Linked DNA regions of Mus musculus: all the other regions are linked to region 3. A link is a contact called in public HiCAR-type and promoter capture Hi-C data. All regions are on one chromosome and are shown on one strand. The core of a region is the stretch at or near the end of the contact, and the rest is flanking DNA. Distances in the headings are between cores, read along the strand shown.

Evidence for each region. Promoter capture Hi-C pulls out the DNA fragments that hold promoters and counts their contacts. HiCAR-type assays count read pairs that join an accessible place to other places.
Region 1: a contact with region 3 is called in a HiCAR-type map of astrocytes, with 2.7 times the contacts expected there. The contact joins the promoter of Fam117b here to the promoter of Trak2 in region 3. A contact is called at or near these places in 1 of 39 promoter capture datasets (liver) and 1 of 115 datasets of contacts at active chromatin or transcription factors (astrocytes).
Region 2: a promoter capture Hi-C map of cranial neural crest shows a contact between it and region 3. The contact joins the enhancer-like site here to the promoter of Trak2 in region 3. A contact is called at or near these places in 4 of 39 promoter capture datasets (cranial neural crest, frontonasal cranial neural crest, hippocampal neurons and 1 more), 1 of 15 datasets of contacts at CTCF or cohesin (large pre-B cells), 5 of 115 datasets of contacts at active chromatin or transcription factors (astrocytes, embryonic stem cells, large pre-B cells and 1 more) and 2 of 9 other capture datasets (liver and macrophages).

Annotation. Positions count from the first base shown.
Region 1 is chr1:59,911,606-59,914,305 of GRCm38.p6, forward strand. Fam117b (family with sequence similarity 117, member B) reads left to right here and starts at 1,401. Exons shown (of 8, transcript NM_001037725.3): 1 at 1,401-2,147. The coding sequence starts at 1,559.
Region 2 is chr1:59,632,155-59,634,854 of GRCm38.p6, forward strand. It overlaps Gm973 (predicted gene 973), which reads left to right. Exons shown (of 19, transcript NM_001357842.1): 16 at 60-262; 17 at 993-1,165; 18 at 1,840-2,059. Among named protein-coding and RNA genes, the nearest start is that of Gm33833, 14 kb to the left of the region's middle. Within about 2 kb of position 1,322, at least 22 of the 459 cell types and tissues checked have an H3K27ac peak or open chromatin away from gene starts, as enhancers often do.
Region 3 is chr1:58,972,108-58,974,807 of GRCm38.p6, forward strand. It overlaps Trak2 (trafficking protein, kinesin binding 2), which reads right to left and starts at 1,375. Exons shown (of 16, transcript NM_172406.3): 1 at 1,130-1,375. It overlaps Stradb (STE20-related kinase adaptor beta), which reads left to right and starts at 1,415. Exons shown (of 12, transcript NM_172656.6): 1 at 1,415-1,743.

The sequences.
Region 1 (2,700 bases), core at 151-2,650, 940 kb after region 3:
CTGAGATCACAGGCTATGTGGGGGATCTGACTGTCTCCAGGACCCTAGGAACCTATCTAACAGCTTTCTACAGGAACCCAATAGGGCTTGAGGCCTAGAACCTGTTACCAGAACCACCACGCCTTGGTTAAGGGATCTTTTTAGAATGTATAGCTATTAAAGCCATAAAGGGATTAAGGATGCCACGTGCAGTCTGCATGTCGACTTTTTAATTGAAGAGGAACCCGCGTATTATGATTACTTTAGAATTTCTTGCCTTTCAGAGAGTTCTTATGAAAGCCATGGAGACTTATTTTCTCCACCAGACTAAACTATGAATGGTGGGCCAATGAAACGGCTCAGTCTGATGCATGAGTCTGATTCCCTGCACAGACATGTTAGAAAAGAACAGGCTGTCCTTTGACCTCTACATGCATGCACATGCTTATTCACAAACCAGATACATAAATGTAATAAATAAATAAATAAATAAATAAATAAATAAATAAATATGGGTGGTGCACCCAGTTCTGTCTCAAATAGAGAGGAGCAAGTGGAGGCCACAGCACTTTATAAACTTGCATCTTTCTAAGGTATAAGGGAACTGTAAAGTAACTGATTAAATAAATTCTTTATTACTTGAGATCTATAAGGGTGGGGGCTAGTAGCAACACTACTCGATAACTGAACTTCACAGATACCATCTAAAGTTGCATTCTAACCTGCAAATATAATCGTTCTGATATTTGAATCTTTGTAGCGCCAAAAAGAAAAGAGAAGAAAGATATAAAATACCCTAGAATTAAAGTTCTTTTATTTTAGAGCCCTGCTCATAGGTAGATGGAATTAGGGCAGAACAAAAAGATTGGGGGGCGGGGGTGAGGGGAGTCTCCAAAGAGATGTGCGTACGTGTTAACTTACAGACACCACTGCTGTAAGGAAATGAGTTTCAGAGGGAAAGAGTCGGTTCAGACCATCCCCGGGGACACCGTGGTCCCGTACAGTCCGTCCCTTTGGCCAAATTCCCGGAGTCCCAGGGGCTCCCTCCAGCGGGAAACAGGGACGCGCGTGGCCGGGCGCGCGCCTACACGTACACGCACGTGTACACACACACACACGCACGCACACACGTCCGCACACGCACGCAACCCCCCCTCACCCCCCACCCCCGCATCCCTCTACACAAGCCACAAGCGTTCCCTCCGCACCCCTCCTCCTGCCACGGCCGGTTTCCTCCGCCGCCCGACCCCTCGGGGGCGGGCCTCTTTCTCTTTAAAGAGCAGAAGCAGCCTCGGGAGCCGAGATGCGCGCAGCCAATCAGCGAGGCCGAGTGGCTCGAGCGCGCTGACGCTACACCAATGAGCGGCGGCAGGGGGCGGGGACAACGGAGGAGACACTATTGTTGATGAGGAGCCGCGGCGGCGGCTGCATCACCTCGTCGGTGCCCGTCGCTGCCCGCGCGCCCCCTGGTCCTGAAGTCAGGCTACGTCACCCGCTGGCTCAGGCCTTCCCTCGGGCCCCGAGCAGCCGGTCCCCGCCGCCCAGCACCCCCGGCCGCCGTCTCTGGGGCGGGGGGACCATGTCCCAGCGGGTGAGGCGCAATGGGTCTCCCACGCCCGCCGGCGCCCTCGCGGGTGGCGCGGTCGGCCCGCCCGGGGGCCCTGGGAGCCGCCTGCAGCCCATGAGGGCGACGGTGCCGTTCCAGCTGAAGCAGCAGCAGCAACATGGCAGCCCCACGCGGGGCGGCGGCGGCGGCGGCAACAACGGAGGCAACGGAGGCGCCTCAGGCCCCTCGGGCGGCGGCGGCAGTGGCGGCCCGCGCACCGCCTCACGCAGCACCAGCCCCACGCGCGGCGGCGGCGGCAGCGCGGCGGCGCGTACCAGCCCCACGGTGGCCACGCAGACGGGAGCGTCCGTGACGTCCACGCGCGGTACCAGCCCCACGCGCGGCACGGCGCCTGGGGCCCGAAGCAGTCCTCCGCGCCCGCAGCCGCCACCGCCCCTGCTGGGCACCGTGTCGTCGCCCAGTTCGTCGCCCACCCACCTGTGGCCGAGCGAGGTGATTGCGGCCCCACCCTCCGCCCGCGTCCGCCACCGGAGGAGGTCCCCAGAGCAGGGCCGACCCTCGGCGGAGAAGAGGAGCCCCAGCGCCCCGGTGTGCAAAGCAGGTACGTGGAGGACAGGGGTCCTGTGCCGCCGAGTGGGGACTGCAGCGCTCCGGTGGGGCGGGGCGGGGCGGGGCGGGGCGTGCGGTCCGCCACCCCTGCGTCTTGCCCGTGCGGGTCTCCGCCGTGGAGGTGCGGCCGCTAACCTTGGGCCTGGGCTCAATTTGTGGAAATCATAAACCCTGGGGTTTGGCCTTGCGTCGCTACTGCTGGGGCTGGTCCTGTCACTTTTGGTGACGCGGTTAATGCTTGCAAATAGCACTTGTGTGCTGCTTAGTGTTTCTGTTCCACAAAACAGTTTCGGATCTGGAGGACTGAATGCATCAGCAAAGGCGGATTTGGATCATTGAAGAGTTGTGAAGCTGGGAGCAGTTTTTGCATTTCGTAAGACTTAATGAGTAGCAAGAAGGGAGAAGTTAAGCAAGATTGCTTTGGGGTGTGTGCATAGGTCTATGTATGTGTTTACACATATACGTAAATGGTAGATAGCTAGCCTGAGGGTCTGAGTGTGTTTCTGAGATACTGGTTTTATTTCTCTTAGACTTATTCTTTGCTT
Region 2 (2,700 bases), core at 72-2,571, 660 kb after region 3:
CCCTATCTGGCTGCAGCTGGGTCTGTGTCCCTTACACTGATAACACTCTGGTCTCTTAGGCCCTCCAGGATAAGAAGCAGCAGGAGAAGGCTTCTCGGGACAGAATTCGAATAGAGAAGGCAGAGATGAGATGGCTGAAGGTGGAGCAGAGGAGAAGGGAGCAGGAGGAGCTGACTTGGCTCCATAAGGAGCAGCTGGAGAAAGCAGAGAAGATGAAGGAGGAGCTGGAGCTGGAGCAGCAAAGACGCACTGAGGAGAACCGGTGGGCCATCAGCCAGACACAAGGCAGGGCAAACCTTCCCCAGGGCACAGCTCAGGGCTAGGCTCATGACCTGACACCAAATCACAGGAACAGCCTGGACCAGAGATAAGAATAAGATACTGTCTTGCTCATGTGGGTTACTCAAGATAGATGCTTAAAGGGAACTCGAGAAAGGTTTTAAGATTTGGCCCAGTCTATCAAGCTCCTCTTTTGTACTGGTCCTTTCACCTGTCTTTATGCTAACTTTATATCTACAACCCCAAGAGGCAAGAATTTCACAATCCACACTTTAGGAAATGTTTTTTTAAAGAATAGAAAAGAAAGGAGGCTGGTGAAATGGCACCGACTGCTCTTCCGAAGGTCCAGAGTTCAAATCCCAGCAACCACATGGTGGCTCACAACCATCTATAATGAGATCTGATGCCCTCTTTTGGGGTGTCTGAAGACAGCTACAGTGTACTTACATATAATAAATAAATAAATCTTAAAAAAAAAAAAAGAAGATAGAAAAGAAAGTGCAAAGAATTTAAGGCTCTTAAAACCTGGGCAACAGTGCTGAGGGAAAACTTCTAGGTTTCTTCTAGTCTCTTAACATCTCTGCCCTTCAATCCAGACTGTAGAAAACCTGTACTCTGAAGGGGCGCTTCCTGAGGACTGAAGACTATAAAGTCAATTGTCAGTTGGTTAGGCTATTTTTCTGCCATTCCTCTGACACCTTCTGTGTTCTCAGCCTGAGAAAGCAGAGACTGGAGGAAGAACGGCAGCAACAGGAGGAAGCAGAGAAAAAACGAAGGCTCCAGTTGCAGGCAGCCCGGGAGAGAGCAAGGCAGCAGCAGGAGGAGCTCCGCAGGAAACTGCAAGAAATACAGAGAAAAAAGCAGCAGGAAGCGGCAGAGAGGGCTGGTGAGAGAAATGCTGAGCTTTTTGTATGTCTCTTCCCTTGGACCAAAAATTATTTTAAACCCACTTCAAGCAATTTTATTCCTACCCTAGGCCTTAGTGCACAAAGAACTCCATGTAAAAGCTAAGTTTTGTTCCAGAATGATAATTGTCTGGCTACAGCGGGTTGAAATGAAAGGATAGAATATGAACAGGAGAGTCACATGGAAACAATTACAGGAGAGGACTCCTGCTTCAATAATTGCCCTTGTTAGTTCAAACTTCTCTACCTGCTCCCTTCCTCTTGCAGGTAGAGACAATCACAAATACCTGGAGAGCCTCAGACACACCTTCAGATGTGTATCAGATAATCTTCCAACATACTTTTCAGGATGAGGGTAGAAGGTTCAGCAGATGCTGCTGCTGCGATCAACTCCTGGTGTTTCCTCTAGAGTCTAGTTAAGTAAGCACTCTGTAGATGCTGATCTAACACTCCTCCCTACACAACAGCACATTATCCTGTGAACTCAACAGACTTTGGAAAAATCTTCCCTAAGGTTTTTCAATGTGCATTGGTGCTTTGACAGGAGACTTGGATTAGTAAACCCACAGAGGGTCTAGCAGGTTAAAAGGGTAGACCAGAAATATCAGCTGCTCTAGTGATGGCCCAGCTGAGCCCACCTCTTTCTGTTCTGCAGAGGCAGAGAAGCAAAGGCAGAAGGAACTGGAGATGCAGTTAGCAGAAGAACAGAAACGCCTGATGGAAATGGCTGAAGAAGAACGGTTGGAGTACCAACAGCAGAAACTAGCAGCAGAAGAGAAAGCTAGGCAGGAGGCTGAGGAAAGGAGGAAACAGGAAGAGGAAGCAGCAAAGCTAGCCCTGGAAGAAGCCACAAAACTAGCCCAGGAGCAAATCAGGTACTTGGACAGGGGGACAACTGCTGTCAGGGCTTGTTCTGAGGCTTGAAGGCTCAGTGCCAATGCTGACCACTGCCTTTAAGCAAGCAGTTCTCTCAATCCCTACACCATGGCTAGAAAGACTAAAACACACAGAGCCATTCTCCAGCTACAAACAGCGCAGGATTCTGTCTTGGTTTATGGAGTTTGTATTGAAGCTTGATGGAAATTTAGAGATCATTTATCTTGATCTTCTGGTTTACAGATAAAAATGAACCCCAGATCAAAACAAACAATAAAAACAAATACCAAGTCTAGTGTGCAGCAGAGTGGTAGAATTTGCATTCTGTGCTGGGTTTAACTCCCCAGTGAAAGAGAAGCAAGATCTCGATAAGGACCAATAAATGACTTATGGCCAATACCAAGACCCATTATGCAAATTGTAGACTCTAGGAATTCAGAATTAGGTATTTACACTCCAGGGTTTAGGATGAAGAGGTACTGAAAAAGAAACTGTTCTGCTTTTTAACCTAGCAACAAAATGCTATGCAGAAACACTTTAAATTGCAACAGGAAGCTTATTTTAGATTGGTAGCCCAGAGCAAGGCCTCTCATAAAGAATGTCATGAAGGGTGAGATTTTAATAACACAGAGTTGACCAT
Region 3 (2,700 bases), core at 125-2,624:
TACTAGCAAACTATGAAAATTCTTCTTAACCATTCTTTTAACCTGGTTCATAACTTTGAGGCAAAGCAGGTATGGGTGTAAATCTCGACTTGATACAGAAAGTCTCCAGTGCAACTAGTGAGCAATGTGCGTGGTTAGGTGAACCGTGTACATCATCACATCAGTAAAAATGGGTATGGGTAAGAGCACTGTCTTTCACATAGGTATGTATGTGCTGGTTAAACATCTGAGGCTTGCCAGATACTACCTAATTTTAAAAATAGAAAGCTGGAGAGTGGCCGAGATGATAAAGTGCCTTTAATTTTGCCCTTTCCCACCACCAAATGTCCTTCACAATTCGTTTTCAAGTGTCACCACCATTAATATGCTATTTGGAGCTCACTGTAGCTCAGACTTTTAACAGGACAGCAAAGATTTGAAAGGTCACAAACATTTTTACTAAGGTAGAGCAAGAACTCTGAGTCTAGCTCATTTTGTTCAGTGGTCCTTACATAAGCTAAGTGAATTTCCAGCGAAATATTACCATCTTTCCTGATGCAGAAAAAGATGCATAAGCAGGTAATTGACTTCACTGCCATAATTGTGATTTAAAAAAAAAAAAAAGTGTCTGGGACTCAGAAGTGCTGGCACTGGAAAACACAACTGCCAATATTCATTCTTTTTGCTTCAACCAAAAGTCTTTCTGTCTGTCTGTCTTCCTTATTTCTTTTAAAAAGACATGTGGCGTTTGGTTCCAAATCAATTACAAATAAAAGCCCAATAAAGAAAGAGCTCTTTCTAGTGTCCTTTCCTCCCATTTGCATCACAGATGGCCACCGAGAGCTTAAGGTTTAACGTCCAGACACTAAAGCCACTCATCCTAAAACGACAGAGCTCCAGATGGACTCTGTCTGGCAAAGGATGGGAAGCTGCCAATCTTCAGAGGTGCAGATAGGGTGAATCCCGGAGGCTACCGCCCAGTTCCCATCAGTTTGCACCCACACTTGGGAAACATCCCTTTCCCATCTCGGGGCGGAATCCTTCCGTGAGTGACCTCTGGGGACCAGAGGGACGCGGGACAGGAAGGCTTCTCTGCCTTTGAGAGAAGTTGACAAGGGCAAGTTCGAATCGCACGCGGGAGCTTACTCACGGGAATGGCCCGGCGTCCTCGCTCTTCCGCCCACACTCGCTCAGGAAGAAGCCCCTAATGCGCGGCAGCCTGAGAGCAGCATCTGAAGCAGCCGCCGCCGCCACCGAGCTAACCCCCCCGGGCGTGGCAGGAACTGGCAGGCGCTCTCACATCATCACCGGGCGACCTTGGAGCTGCAGTGACGCCGGTTCAATGGCAGCCCCCACCCAGCTAGGGAAGCTAAAAAGGAGACCCACTCTCCCAACAGGCTTTGCGGCCCTAGCGCAAAGCCTTCTGGGAACTGTAGTTTGCTTTCCGTCCCGCCTACAGCTCGAGGGCCCCGCCTCCTCACTCCAGAGCTAGAAGCTGGAGGCGCGGTGGGGCGGAGCGGCGGGCCCCGACCCCGCTGGGGTGGGGCGAATCCCGTCCCGGCCGGTTGCCCCGGGCTAGGGCAGAAGTCCAGGCCGACCGGCCTTCTCCAGGCCGTGCTGCACTTCTGTGCCTTGAGGCTCACCCTGGAAGCCGGCCTAGTGTTTTCGCCTCGCCCCTTCGCGAGGCAGGTCCCGGGGCTCGCGCGTGTCGCCTCCCCTCAGCGCCCGCTGTCTGGAGAGTCGCTGGCCTTGGTCACCGCCTAGGTAATGAGGGGAGGCAGGCCAGCACGGGATGGTGTGGGGACCCGGGGAGCGACAGGGAACGCAGGTCGGTAGGTGCACAGCGGAAGGCTACAAGGCCAGTCCTCGCCTCCGCTCCTTACCGGAGTTGACACGGCCGGCCGAGCAGCCGCTGGAGTCTGCGGGACGCCGGCTCCCGCTCTCTGTCTCTGTGCCAGCGCACGGGGGGGCCGGGGCTCCCGGGTGCCCAGCAGCGGTGCCAGGTGCAGGAACCCAGCTACCGCCGCCCCGCTCCCCCAGCTCTTACCTTTGGTAGCGCACACAGGCCTGGCGACTTCCCAAGCTGAAGACACTCTGGCCCCAGACCTGTCTGCTCAGAGACGTCGAAGGGACCTTTTTCCAAATTAAATGTCCAGGCTTCGTTTTGTCTTCAGTGTTTACATTTGATGTCTTGTTTTCCCCTCGTGGGTTTGTTATGTCAAATACCTTTCCTCCAAACTTGATCATGATTTGTGACAGCACCTGCATAGCACAGTGCTTGGCACTCCGTAAATATTTGTTGAAACCATGAGTCATGATACTAAGTTTGGAAAATTGGATTAAGCTGTGTGCTTCGCTATGATCTTTGTTAAGGTTTTATGAGATTTCAAGATCACCTTGAGAATTACTGTAATTTTGAAGCCTAACAAAGAGTATTGGTAGGTTTTTTGTTTTTGTCGGCATTTCCTGTAACAGTAGACCATTGAATACCTCGATTAACGCAAAACCCAAGTCTTGTAAATACATAGCCCCTCTGGTGTCCATTTAAAGTGTTAACCTTTCAAATGAAAGGCCTGGGTATGACTTCTATATTATGCAACAAATTAGATTATTTATAAAGCTTTATTGTGGTTAGCTTTTTAGGTACAATTGCAAGGGACTACACTGAAGTACTCATCATTATGTTTAGGAATACAGGTTTCTTAAATATATATATATATA